Regions from separate parts of the Mus musculus genome. Here region 1 is linked to region 2. Evidence: chromatin contacts called from public ChIA-PET data. All regions are on one chromosome and are shown on one strand. Each heading gives the region's core, a stretch centred on a gene start, on an enhancer-like site or on the middle of the called end of the contact. The rest is flanking DNA. Distances are from core to core; before and after follow the strand shown. Region 1 overlaps Elf4 (E74-like factor 4 (ets domain transcription factor)). Region 2 has its middle 21 kb from the start of Apln.

Region 1 (7,009 bases), core at 1,240-3,739, 370 kb before region 2:
AACATTACTGGAATTACTCCTTTCTGCCTTCGACCATGATGGCCAAAGGTTCAGTGCATTTCAACACACAGATCCGGGGGGACCTTTCTTACCTCCTAGTTCCTTAGCAGAGTGGACCTAGGGAAGGGGATCACTCACCTGAGGACCCATAAGTCTCATACCTGTGTTGGAGTTGTCTTTTTTCCCCTGGGGAGCACACAGTCAAAGAGCCTTGCTAACCAGCAGAACCCTGACCTGCTCAGCCCCCCCACCCCCACCCCCGCCCATTGTCTCCTAAGCACTTGAACCAAGGCAGCTCAGTCTGCTTGCCCTAAAGGAGCGGGAGGAGGAACCTATGATTGAGCTCCGTAAGCTGGCCAGACCAGGGTAGCCCTTTGACACACAGAGGCTCTCACGAACATGTCCCCACACTTGGCACACATACACACACCCTGAATATGTATATATACCTGTGGTCTGTTTGTACACTCACAGCAGACAGATAGTGCACCTGTGTAACTAGCAATGCAAAGAATAATATCAATGTAGCCTCTGAGCTTGCACATCTCTCCTCACACGCAGTCAAGGTACATGTAGCTCTATACTGCTCAAAAAAAAAAAAAAAAAAACACAGATGCCCATAGACCAGTATTGGTCATTCACTCATTTGTTCCTTCTTTCTTTTTTCCTGTTTTAAATTTATTTTGTTTAGTTTGGTTTTATGTGTGTGGGGGGGGGGGAGGAGTGTGTTCATGTGGGTGCATGTGACGCTAGTGCGCATGCCTGGATATCATGCCTATGGAGACCCAGAGGTCAGCCTGTCAGGAATTGTCCACCCTGGTGTTCGTTTGAGAGTGGGTCTTTTGTTACCCTGAAGCCCACAGTCTAGGCCAGCTAACTAGCAGATCCCACCGATCTGCCCAACACACTGCCCCAGCTCTGGGATTCTAAGTATGCTTCATTGTGCCTGGCTTTTAAAAACAAAACAAAACAAAAACCCATGTTTTCTAGGCACTGAACTCAAGTGCTCACGTTTTCATAGAAAGTACTTTAAAGACTGAGCTGTCTCCCCAAACCTGGATTTTATAGCCCAGGCTAACCTCGACACCACAGTGATCTGTCCATCACAACTCTCAAATACTGGCATTGCAGGCTTGAATCACCATGCCGATTGCTGCTCCCCCCCCCCTTTTTGCATTTATTTCATAAACCAAACACAAGGCAAGGTGTCGATGTCTTATCAATGATCCACAGTTATCCCTACGGTCAAGGAAGCCAGTGTCTGACTTGGGAGGTCAGGACAATGCATAGAGGTTTCCTAAGCAAATAGTACCAGCAGAACTTTTGAAAATGAAACACTGGCTTAGGAAGAGAAAGCAAGAAGACAAAGATACCTTGAACGGAAGGGCCCCAGTGAATGACCTGGGGCAGGAGCAGATGCAGACTCTTGGACCTGGTGGGTTTAGATGAAAGTGATCACCTTTCATATGACTACTATGAGAATGTTCCCCAAGGGCAGACACCCTGGCTGGTGGGAGAGCAGGAACTATGGAATGCTTGCCTTAAGGGCACTTAGGCTAGGGGAGCCAGATGCAAGTGGTCCTGCAAGATTTTGCAGGCCATGAGGGATAAGGTCACATGCAGGGTTGGGTGAGGCAAGATGAAAGGATGGAGCCAGAATAAGGCTGTTAGCCCTACTGCTCCTCACTCCCCAGCCCCTGTAGTTCCACAAGTGATAGACCTAACCGCGTTCTCTCTTCCATCTAAAGGGAAATTCAACTCTGGTGGATAAAACAGCCTAGCAACTTCTCCAGGCTGTTTGATGGAGTAGGTGGAAAGGTGTGGGGGTGGAGACTGGGCGGGGCTAACCCTGTGGGCTAACGGAAAGGAAGTGGGAGAGGCTTGGGTGTCTCCTCCAGTGGAGGAGAGCGGTCATCAGAGAGGTCACTTGTGGCACCCTTCTTTTACCCCTCTTTAAGTCTCACCCGGAGTTCCTCGTTTATTTCCCAGCCAGGATAAGAGTTTGCCATCCTGGCACTACAGATGGAATGTCAAGGCGTTTCGATGTGTGCTCTAGTGGGTAGCCTGGGTTCTAGCCTGTCTCTGGTGGTTGAGTCAGCCTGCTTGTCGTTATTGCACACATTGAAAACACATCACGAGTTCAGGAACCTGAAGGGCAAAAGACCAGGTACCTGGACAGGTGCAAAGGCCAGTAGGGTCCAGGTGGAAAGAGCAGAGAAGTCGGTCAGAAGGAGTCTGGAAACCAGAGCTTTGGGAGTTGGCCCCAGGTGATCTTGCTAGAAGCAGCCTGGGGCTCTGGTAATTGAGGAGTAGATCCCGGGGAAACTACAGGCAGCTGCAGTGCCTGGCTAGCTTGGGAGGCACTGGGGAAAGACTCGTGTGGGTTTCAGCAGACAGAGACTTCCTGGAATATGGGGGATGAGCCAGCCATAGAAGATGAGGAAGGTTCTGCTGGCCCCTCCCCCAGCCAGGGCTCTCCTCACAAGTTCCCAGGGTGATAGCTCAGTCCTGAAACTGAAAGCAAAGCTCAGCCGAGAACACAAACCCACAGGCAGCACAGTGCAGAGGCCACCCTGTGGTGGGCAATGGGGGTAGGGTTGCTAACAAGCATGCAAGGCATGTGACCTACCAGCCCAGACACCCCTCCCCGCAACCCCAAGTGAGACATTTCTTCCTCTGTAGACTGTTCCTTGAGTCAGCTGGTCCTCACTTCTAAGGTAAACTGAGCCCATGAACACCCTGTGTCCCCTCTAAGCCACACGTACATGAGTCTTTCTCAAGCCAGGATAGTTAGTTACAGATTTTTCCTCCTAGTGCCCCGCGTCAGGCCTGGTCCCTTCCTACTCTGTCTCTGCTGGAAGTCTGTCTAGGCACAGCAGAGCCTCTTGGCTTCACTAGCTGATTAGGGCACGGAGCTCAGGGAAATTGGCTTACTGTTTCCATCTCTCCCTTCTCTGTAGGTTGCTCTTGTGGTTGGCATAGCCCAGCATGCAATCTTGAGCCTGGCATAGTCCACACCCACTCCAACTCTGGTTATCCTCCCCAGAGGCTCAGAGAAGGCACTAGATTGATCCTAACATACCTGAATAACTTCTGTTCGACAACAAACCACCGCAGCTCCAGGGAGCCGGGGGAGTCTCATTGTCAGCTCTGGCAGAAGCCAGTATGGCTATTGCTCTGCAGCCCAGTGATCTGGTCTTCGAGTTTGCAAGCAACGGGATGGATGATATCCACCAGGTATATGGTCTCTGGGAGTAAAACAGTCAGTCAGTATGGGCAATTAGGGAGACATAGCCGTGAACAGCCAGCCTGTGAGTCCAAGGGGTGGGGGAACTTGACAGATAACTAGTCAGCAAATACCCATCAGGCACCAGCTACTCCCTAGGAGTCACTGGATGGTCACTCAGGGAGCTGGTTGGCTACATGCCATTATAATACATGTAGTCACTAGGCTAGCCAAGCAGTTATTAAGCAAACCAGCTGGGCTGTGAGTCAACTGGCAAATGGAACTACACAGACAGTTGCATACAACTGAACATCATGTAGGATGTCTGCTACTTCCCTTTAGCCCCAGTGTCACAGTGAGCAAACTGCTGGGACAACTCCATAGCAAAGAGGGCACTGCCAGCTGCATTTAAAGCACAGCATTGGAGTCTTAGCATCTTCACACTCAGGGCTCCAAACCAGTCGATGGGCTCGCTCATAAATGTCTTCTCGGCCTAAGGATTCAGGACATGCCAGGAATGGGGTCTTTGGGCAGGAGGATGTTGGAAACTACGGTAGGATCAGATCTTGGTACCCTGGTCATGTTTGCTTTATCACTTGTGTTGCACTGAAGCCAGGAGGATGCCTTTTCTGTGCTGGTAAGTGTTCCACAGCTTCCACTCTGCTCCTTCAGAAAGAAAGGAGAAAGATGAGGCAGGCAAGTGTGGAAGTACGGAAGGGAGAGTAGAAATTAAAACTGTTGGGTTTTAATCTCAGTTGAGACAAGATGTCACCTAGCCAAGTCTTTCCCTTAACCTATCTGGCTGCTATCTCCCAAAGCTTGTCCAAGAGAAGATCCAGCTGAATATTTCCAAAACCTTCTCTGAGGAAGTCAGATGCTCTATCTATGGGAGGGTAGAAAACCCTCATACTGGTCCTACCAAAGCCTGCCCTCTAGTGGCCTTTGAGTGCATTGCACTTTCTGGCTTGCTGGTTCTTGGACAAAATAAATCAGCTTGCTTGTCGGTTCCAGGGCATAAAGACTTGTGGAAGGCATCAGATAAGAAGGGAAGAAAGGGTGACCCTTACCTGGATTCTTAGTGCTAATTCACCGTCTTTCGCTTGTTTCCAAGCCTCCAGCAGCTATTCCTATTCTCTATACTCCCCAGCATCTCTGTATGCTCAGCACACAGACTCTCCTCTGATCGAGAGATACTCCAAGCCAAGGCTGCCTGCAATTTCCCTGTCTTCTCCCACTTATCTCTAACATCCCCTGTTCTTATTCCCTTCCCACTGACTTAGGGGAACTCCTACCCTTTCAGAGCATCTGTTTACACCTACCTCCTTCAAGATCTCAAAAAAGTCACCTCTTCTCTCCCACCTTTTCTCCATTTTTCCTTTCTGCTTTCTTCTATCCTTTCTGCCTCCCTCTTTCCCTCTATATTCTCTCTCTCTCTCTCCCTCTCTCTCTCTCCCTTTCTCTCTCTCTCTCTCTCTCTCTCTCACACACACACACACACACACACAGAGAGAGAGAGAGAGAGAGAGAGAGAGAGAGAGAGAGAGAGCTTTCACACCTCTCATATATAACCCCTAAGGTGTCCCTAGCCCTAAAAGTAACCCTTCCCTTCCTTCTGCCTTCCTACTTCAGAATACCAGCTTGTTGGCTTCCCCACAGACCCCATACTTTTTCCATTCTCGGCTGCCTTTTCCTCCTCATAGAAAGCAGTCTTTGCTGTTAAATGTCACAAATATAAAAGAATTCAGAGCCGGGCATGGTGGCACACGCCTTTAATGCCAGCACTAGGGAGGCAGAGGCAGGCAGATTTCTGAGTTCGAGGCCAGCCTGGTCTACAGAGTGAGTACCAGGACAGCCAGGGCTACACAGAGAAACCCTGTCTCGAAAAACAAAAACAAACAAACAATAAAAAAGAATTCATAAATCATAAGCATACATACAGACAGACAAAGGAACGTGAGTGTGCTCTGGTTAAGTAGGAAAGCATGGGACTTAAAAGATGGATCAGCAGTTAAGAGCACTTCTGGCTCTTGTAGAGGACCCAGGTTAAGTTCCTGGCATCCATTTCTGACAGGTCACAACTGTTATAACTCCGGTCCCAAGCAACCCTCTTCTGACGTCTATGGGTACCAGACATACACTTACATTTTGCACATAGATACGTGTAGGCAAAACCCTGACATTTTAAAAAGAAAAAAAAAAACCCAACCATTTGTTTCCCAGAAGCTCCAGGTACCTAATGATAACGTACTCTATGCCAGGCCCTGTTGTGAATGCATCATGCTTACTGATCTGTTTAAACAATCTATGGGGTCCATCATATGAGTAACCTGGTTTCATGACTAAGGAAACTGATACACAGAAAGGTTGGAAAACTTTCCTAGGGTCCTCGTGCTAGGAAATAGCAGATATTAGTTTAAAATCCAAGCAATCTGTCTCTTGGTCAGTGCAATTCAATCACATTTTTTAAAGGTTTATTATTTATTTTATGCATGTGAGTACACCATTGCTCTCTTCAGACACATTAGAAGAAGGCATCAGATCCCATTACAGATGGTTGTGAGACACCATGTGGTTGCTGGGAATTGAACTCAGGACTTCTGGAAGAGCAGCCGGTGCTCTTAACCACTGAGCCATCTCTCCAGGCCCCCTTCAATCACGTTTTATGGAATTCTAGAATGTCCTGTATTTGTCTAGTGCAATGTAGGACCACTAGTCAACATGCAGCTTCAGAGTCCTTGCAAAATGTTTGCCCAGGTTGGGGCTTTAGGTCAGTGGTGGAGTGCGTGTTTAGCATGTACAAGGCCTTGAGTTCCATCTCTAGCACTGTGCATACATAAAGCACATGGCTGACTGCAAGTCCTGCTAAGCTAAGCCATCTATCTCTGTTCATCAAGATCTCACTTAAAGCATCACCTAGGGTGAGAGGCCTGACAAGATGGCCTAGCAATTCAAGGTGCCTGCTGCAAAGCCTAATGACCTGACTTCCATCCCCAGGACCCACATGAGTGAAGAAGAAAACCAACTCTAGCAAGTTGTCCTCTGACCATCCCCACACACATGCGGTGGTATGCCCCACCTCAAAAATGACTAAGATTTAAACAAAAAAATGTGATTTTTAAAAAGTATCACTTAGTGAGGTTGGCCGTGGCATCTGGTAGGGTGGGCTTCTCAGGAGGAGGGGAACCCTGACTCAGATCTCTTTCTTCTCCATAGCTGGAAGACCCTTCAGTGTTCCCAGCCGTGATCGTGGAACAGGTCCCCTATCCTGAATTAGTGCATCTGTGCTCAGGACTGGATCTGGATGAGGTCCACAATGGCATCATAAGGGACAGGACCTTGTGCATGACACAGGATCAGATTTTAGAAGGCAGTATTTTGCTGACAGGTCTGTTCTTTTTTCTGGTCGGGTAAGGTGTATGGTCCGAGAAAGGGCAGCAGCCTTCAGGGAAAAGCAACTCCCCGTGGCTGCTGATAGCCCCACATAACAACCAATGCTTCCCACAAAAGAGGAAGGAATCATCTTAGCCCATCCATAAACTCCTCAGACCGGGTAGCGCCCACAATGGAAACCAGTTTGGGGAGGGGGGTCGGTGGGAGGAGCTCTGATATCTGCCTAGCTGTACCATAGCCCATCTCCCCTGGGGTTGGCCCTTTTATTAACTATTCTGAAGCCTGATGAAGCTCTCCTTTCTCCTCCCACTTCATGGAACTTGGAACCAGATGATGATGTATCCACCTCAAATAACGTGTCATCCACTGAAGTCCTATTCAATGTGGCAACTC
Region 2 (6,430 bases), core at 2,992-5,491:
GCCTTGGCCCTTCTTGTTCAGGGACTGGTACAAGAGACATTGCCAGTCTTTGGTATTGAAGTGACAGGTCAGATTTTAAGCTGGAGAATGAAGATGTGAAGAAAATAGAGAGATGATAAAGTAGATGAATGAGAAAGTTCTGTGGGCTGGGCACGCCAATGAAATTGAAGTACAGTTTAATGACAATAAACAGAATAAGTTAGCAATATGGAAGATAAAGATTTAACAGGGAGGGCTGGAGAGATGGCTCAGGGGTTAAGAGCACTGACTGCTCTTCCAGAGGTCCTGAGTTCAGTTCCCAGGAACCACATGGTGGCTCACAACCATCTGATGCCCTCTGGTGTGTCTGAAGACAGCTACAGTGTACTCATATAAATAAATAAATCTTTAAAGGAAAGATATACCAGGGAGATGCTTGAAGTAGTGTTTCACATATGGTATACTTGTGTGTTTGTGTAAATGTGTATAAGTTGGCTGTTGTTATTGGGTATCTTCTTGTCTCTCCCCACCTTATTTTTTGAGACAAGGTCTACTGGCTGGACTAGTTGGCCAGCAAGCTCCAGAGATCTCCCTGTCTCTGTGTTCAGTGCTGAGGTTATAGATGGTGTGATAGTTTGAGTGAAAATAATTCCCATAGTCCCAAGGGAGGTATGTCCTTTTTGGAGTAGGTGGTGACCTTGTTGAAGGAAGTGTGTCTTTAGGGGTGGGCTTTGGGGTTTCAAATGCTCAAGCCAGGCCTAGTGTCTCTGTTTTCCTGCTGCCTGTGGATCCAGATGTAGAACTCTCAGCTACCTCTCCAGCACCATGTCTGCCTGCATGCCAGCATGTTTCCTGCCTTGCTGATATTGGATTGAAGCTCTGAACCTGTAAGCCAGCCTCAATGAAATGTTTGCCTTTATAAGAGTGGCCCTGGTCATGCTGTCTCTTCACAGCAATAAAAACCCTCACTAAGACAGATGTGTTCAGAATGCCCGGCTTTTACAGGAGCACTGGGGGTTCAGACGCAGCTCCTCATCCCTGAATGGCAGGCACTTTGTTAATCGGATCCCTCCCCTGATTCTTCATAAAGAAGTTTTTTGAAGTGGTACAGTCCAAAGCCATGTCAAGGCCCAAGATATAACTGCCAGAACGGTGCGGAGGGAGGAGTGAGAGGAGGAAGTCAAAGAACAGAGACATGGAGGTGTTAGAGAGAAGATTGGGCTACCTTTCTTGTTTCTGTGACCAAATCCACGATGAAAGCAGTTTAAGCAAGGCTGGGTTTTTCCATACTGGCAGGGAAGGCATGCATGGTGTAGGGGTTTGCGACACCTGGTCCCATCGCATCTGCAGTTGGGAAGCAGAGAGGGGAGAATGATGGTACTCAGCTTCCTTTCTCCTTTATAGTCAGTCCTGAACCCCAGCCCAAGGAATGTGGTCACCCATATTCAGGGTGGGTCTTCTCTGTCATCGAAACTTTTCTAGAATTGCCTTCATACATATACCTAGAGGTATGTTTCTATGGTAATTCTAAATCTAGTCAGCCATCAGAGAAGACATAGCCATATTAATGTTAATGTCATCTGTGATAATGAGGGTGGGGGAGCTTCCTGGGAGAGGAAGAAACCATGAGGTTACTACTACTACTACTAATATTAATATTAAATTTTCTGTGCATTGGTGTGTTGTCTGCATGTATATCTGTGTGAGGGTATTGGATCCTCTGGAACTGGAGTTACTGACAGTTGTGAGCCGCCATGTGGGTGCTGGGAATTGAACCCAGGTCCTCTGGAAAAGTCGTCAGTGTTCTTTTTTTTTTTTTTTTTGCGGGGGAGGGGGTTTGAGACAGGGTTTCTCTGTATAGCCCTGGCTGTCCTGGAACGTACTTTGTAGACCAGGCTGGCCTCAACTCAGAAATCCGCCTGCCTCTGCCTCCCGAGTGCTGGGATTAAAGGTGTGCCCCACCATGCCCGGCTTGTCGTCAGTGTTCTTAACTGTAGTGCCATTTCTCCAGCCCCACCATGAGGTATTTTATCAAAAGTCTTTAGTGAATGAAAACGAAAAAAACAAAAGCAATGGAGGTAGGGGCAATTGTCTGGATGTTGAAAGAGCCAGACATTAAACATTAGCATTCTTCTTCAAGACCTACGTTAGTTTCCCCTTGACGTTCAGTAGTCTTTACCCAGGTAATCTTTACATTGTTTGGCTTTAAGTACTTCCCTCGATCTTTTTCATCTCCACGGTCCTGCCAACTATTCAATCACCTAAGCTATCCTAGACAGAGTCCTTATATTTATTTTCGTGTCCAATTTGTTATCAAGCCTTGTTGATTTCCCGTTTTAAGTAACTTTTGAATTTGCCCACTCCTGTCCACCATCCTGACTGGCACTGCCATCACCTCTCATCTGGTCTAATGCACTACCCTCGCCCATCTACTTGGCCCATGTCTAATCTGTTCAACCACCTAAAATGATCCTTTAATTTATTTCAATAATAATAATAATAATAATAATAATAATAATAGCAGCAACAACAAGTGTGTATGCCACTGTACAGCTATAGAGGCTGGAGGATAAGTTTCAGGAGCCAGTTCTACCTTCCACCCTGGATTCTAGGGAGCTTGTGTGGCAAGATTTGGTCCCTGTTAAGCCATCTTTCCAGCCCCAAAGCGATCTTTTAAAGCTGCAAATTTGGTCCCACCACCTGTCTGCTTGACCAAGTCTGTCTCATTCACCATAAAAAGCATTGTGCTCAGTGCAATAGAATAGCTCAATAAATATTTGATAAGCAAAGGGGTGGATGTGAGACCGAGTGTTTGAAACCAGGTGGGTTAACTGTGTTCCTTGGTCACAAACTGAATTCTTCATCTTGCTCATAAACTTAATCCTACAGTTAGGCACATCATGAGAGAAGAATGGCAGACTACAGCCTAAGGGGACGGGCTTTCTCGTAGCTGCCCATTTATACAGGAGCTCTCAATCCTGGCTGCCTATTACAATAATTGATTTACACAGTGATCCCTGCCTGGTGTGGTGACACATGCCTGTAATCCGAGTACTACTTTGTAGGCTTTGTCCAGGCTATGGAGCAAGATCTGTCTCACATACAAAAAGCCTACCTTCCATACTGACAGTTAAGTCAGTATAGTGTCTGGGGTGGGAGCCAATTTAATTAGGTTTTGAAGAATCGGGTGGTTTTAATGTGCAGCTTCAGTTTGGACCAGTGTTATTCTTGTTCCTCATAGTGTGGGGGCAGTAGCATTACTAGGAGGTTATTGAATATTTGTGTTGCTTTTAATTGGGTATATGTGAGAGAGGGAACCTTGTACATGATTGTAGGCAGGTAAGGTGGTGGATGCTCTGGATGGAACTCCGGTTGCCTTCAAGAGCAGTGCATGCTTTTAACCACTGAGAGGTTATAAGAGATCTGCAACCCTGTAGGTGCAACATTATGAACTAACCAGTACCCCGGAGCTCTTGACTCTAGCTGCATATGTATCAAAAGATGGCCTAGTCGGCCATCACTGCAAAGAGAGGCCCATTGGTCAGGCAAACTTTATATGCCCCAGTACAGGGGAATGCCAGGGCCAAAAAATGGGAATGGGTGGGTAGGGGAGTGGGGGGGGGAGAGGGTGGGGGGCTTTTGGGATAGCATTGGAAATGTAATTGAAGAAAATACGTAATAATAATAAAAAAGAAATGCAGTCTGGGGCCTCAGCTCTTTTAAGTCAGAATCTGTATTTTAACGAGGACATAGTTAGTGTTTGGAAATGCTGTCAGGGAGCCAAGCAAGAGGGTACCGAGTTAGTGGTGCTCTTCCTAGCTTCCAGGGAGGGGTATAGCTGCTTGAAATGGGAACAAATCTCCACTCCTTCTCAGGTCCGGAGCTTAAGGGCTTGCTGAAGCTTTTGGCAGGCTGCTGGATTTGCATGCCAGTGTGAAAGAGGTCTTCGCGTGGACAAAATCCTCGGTCTGAGTAGCGAGAACAACGCAAAAGTAGGCACCCTGTCCTGAAACCAAGAAAACTGGGACTGGCAGACTGTGCTAGTTCGGAGTCCTCTCTAATGAGTGGAAACAATAGAATAAAGACCGCACTCACGGTGCTGTCACGTCCCTGTACCCAGCTAACCACAGGCCTGGCTTGGTCGTAATTGCCAGCCAGCACTGCAAAGCAATGCTCGTTCCGGGGACCAGCTCACAAAGCCACCGCTCTCTGTGATTCTCTCCATCAGCTCCACCCCAAGGCTTATCGCTCTTCCCAAAAGGAAAGTAAAAGCGATCAGGATGTTCCGGTTCTGCTTCTGGACTGGTTTCTGAATGTCATTCCGTTTCTCTGCTCTTTGAATTTTTTTTTTTTTTTTTGATTCTTAGAGCCATTTAGTTCCAGGGTTTTCAAAGCAGCAAGCATGGGAACTCAAGACCTGGCAGGGTCCTCGGTCCTGTCACCACCACAGTGCCTACACCTCCTCCAGTCCTCAGCCAGAGCAGCAGTGCCTGGGCACGACTCCTGAAGCTGGGACAGGAGTGGCCATTGACTCTCAAAGGCATGCGTGCGTGCTGGCAGTTCACTGCCCTGGTCAGGGCGGGCGACGAGCGTCTCTGCAGACCAAACTAATCCTCTTCCTGGGCCTGTCTGGCACAGCCCTGCGCCACCGCCGGTCTGTCTAAGTACCACGCCAGGAAATGTCTTTGTACTGGAAAGACCCTGCTGTCTGCTCCAGAGTGTGGCAAACGTGTGAAACCAATTTGCACAAGCCTTGGGCGACAGAAAGCCTTGTGTTCTTTTTAAAGAATCTGGCCTCGGAATGACAATTCTGGATTTTTGTTGTTGTTGTTTGTTTTTAAACAAAGTCACCTGTCAGCCGAACAACCCCCCCTGGGGGCCATGAAAGTAGAGGAAACATTTAAACACCACTGGGGCCATTTGGTGGCAGTGCCCAGAACCTAGCTTCTCCAGAGCCAGCTGTTTGCTGTGTAACTGAGAGCCGAGTCCTCTAAGGACACTCAGGCCATTGGGTAAACACTTTCCTCTGTCTCTCAGGCAGCTGGTTTTGAATGGTGGCAGTTGCCTTTGGCTGGGAGGCAAGAGCACCCAGCTGTTGCCTAGCCATTGAGCCAATCTGCCTCCTTTGGTCCTTTTGCTGAAGGGCACATAGATTCTGCAGAAAGCAAAAGCCAATCTCTCAAAGGATGGAGAACACACACACGTGAAAGCAGGGGTCTGCTTCCTCCTCAGCAGTAGTGCAGGCATGATCTCCATCGATGTTGGCTCCTTCAGGTCTTCACTTCCATCTACTTTTCTCATCTCTGGCTTTTGCTGTCGCCACACCATCTCTCTCGTTTTTTCCCCTTCCTGTTTGTTCTACCTGTTCTGCTCTTGTAGTCTTTCCTCTTTTCTTATTCCGTAAAAAACGCACCGCCCTTATGTTAAGTGGTAGCTTGGCTGTGTAACGCAATATTGTAGACCGGTTGACTTAAACTTCATAAATCACCATTCTCACGATTCTGGAGGTTAGGAAGTTCAAGCCAAGATGCCAGCATGGCCAGGTGAGAGTCTAGGGAAGATATGGAGTATGTGTGGGGGTTAGCTTCTTGTTTCTACAAGGCCACACTTCTGTCTGATTAGGGTCCCATCCTTATGGTCTCTTTAATCTCAATTACTTCCTGAAGGCCCACTTCCAGACAAAAACACATTTGCGAAATTAGAACTTCAGCATATAGCGGGGTAGGATTGGGGCCATAGCAAGCTCTTATAGGGACTATTGGACCATTAAAGGCTAAAATAGGGGCAAGACAATGGTATAAAGAGATGTAGCCAGTGTTGTTACCAAACTGTGAGCAGAGCACAGTATATAGAAGGGTCAGGGTGTAAGAGGTGTCTAAAGATGTCAAGATGGACTTGCTACACGAGGTGCTAATTGATCTGGCCCTTTAGGCAAGAGAAATAATTTGACAGATGCAAGAACAAACTTTCAGGCAAAGCAAATTTTAACATGTACAAAGGGATAGAGTTATATCTTTTCACTTGATAAGCAGTGATGGATTTTGTGGTGCTGGAGGTAAGGGTCTATAGGTGAGGGTCTATAGGTAAGGGTCTACAGGTAAGGGTCTACAGGTGAGGGTCTATAGGTAAGGATCTATAGGTAAGGGTCTATAGGTAAGGATCTATAGGTAAAGGTATACAGGTGAGGGTCTATGGGTGAGGGTCTATAGGTAAGGGTCTATAGGTAAGGGTCCTATAAAGCAAGAGGCAGGGAATGTTGATGATGGAACTTGTCATTTTATGAAAACTCTAACCTAGGATAATGCCAGTGGAAATGAAAAATAAGATAGTATTGGGGAGACATAGGTAAGACTAAATTAAACAGTGTTTGCTGGCTGATTGAATGGTGAAGTGACCAGGAAGGCAGACTAGACGATGAATTTAGTAGACTGTCCCCATTCATTAAAACACA

The links. ChIA-PET counts read pairs in DNA pulled down with a chosen protein or histone mark.
Region 1: an RNA polymerase II ChIA-PET map of memory CD8 T cells shows a contact between it and region 2, with 22 read pairs. The contact joins two enhancer-like sites. A contact is called at or near these places in 4 of 115 datasets of contacts at active chromatin or transcription factors (acute myeloid leukemia, embryonic stem cells and memory CD8 T cells).

What each region holds. Positions count from the first base shown.
Region 1 is chrX:48,420,306-48,427,314 of GRCm38.p6, reverse strand. Elf4 (E74-like factor 4 (ets domain transcription factor)) reads left to right here. Exons shown (of 9, transcript NM_001381876.1): 2 at 2,961-3,237; 3 at 6,440-6,611; 4 at 6,947-7,009. The coding sequence starts at 3,166. Among named protein-coding and RNA genes, the nearest start is that of Elf4, 31 kb to the left of the region's middle. Within about 2 kb of position 2,489, at least 157 of the 459 cell types and tissues checked have an H3K27ac peak or open chromatin away from gene starts, as enhancers often do. A contact at or near this core is called in memory CD8 T cells, where this site is marked.
Region 2 is chrX:48,052,497-48,058,926 of GRCm38.p6, reverse strand. No RefSeq gene overlaps it. Among named protein-coding and RNA genes, the nearest start is that of Apln, 21 kb to the right of the region's middle. Within about 2 kb of position 4,241, at least 163 of the 459 cell types and tissues checked have an H3K27ac peak or open chromatin away from gene starts, as enhancers often do. A contact at or near this core is called in memory CD8 T cells, where this site is marked.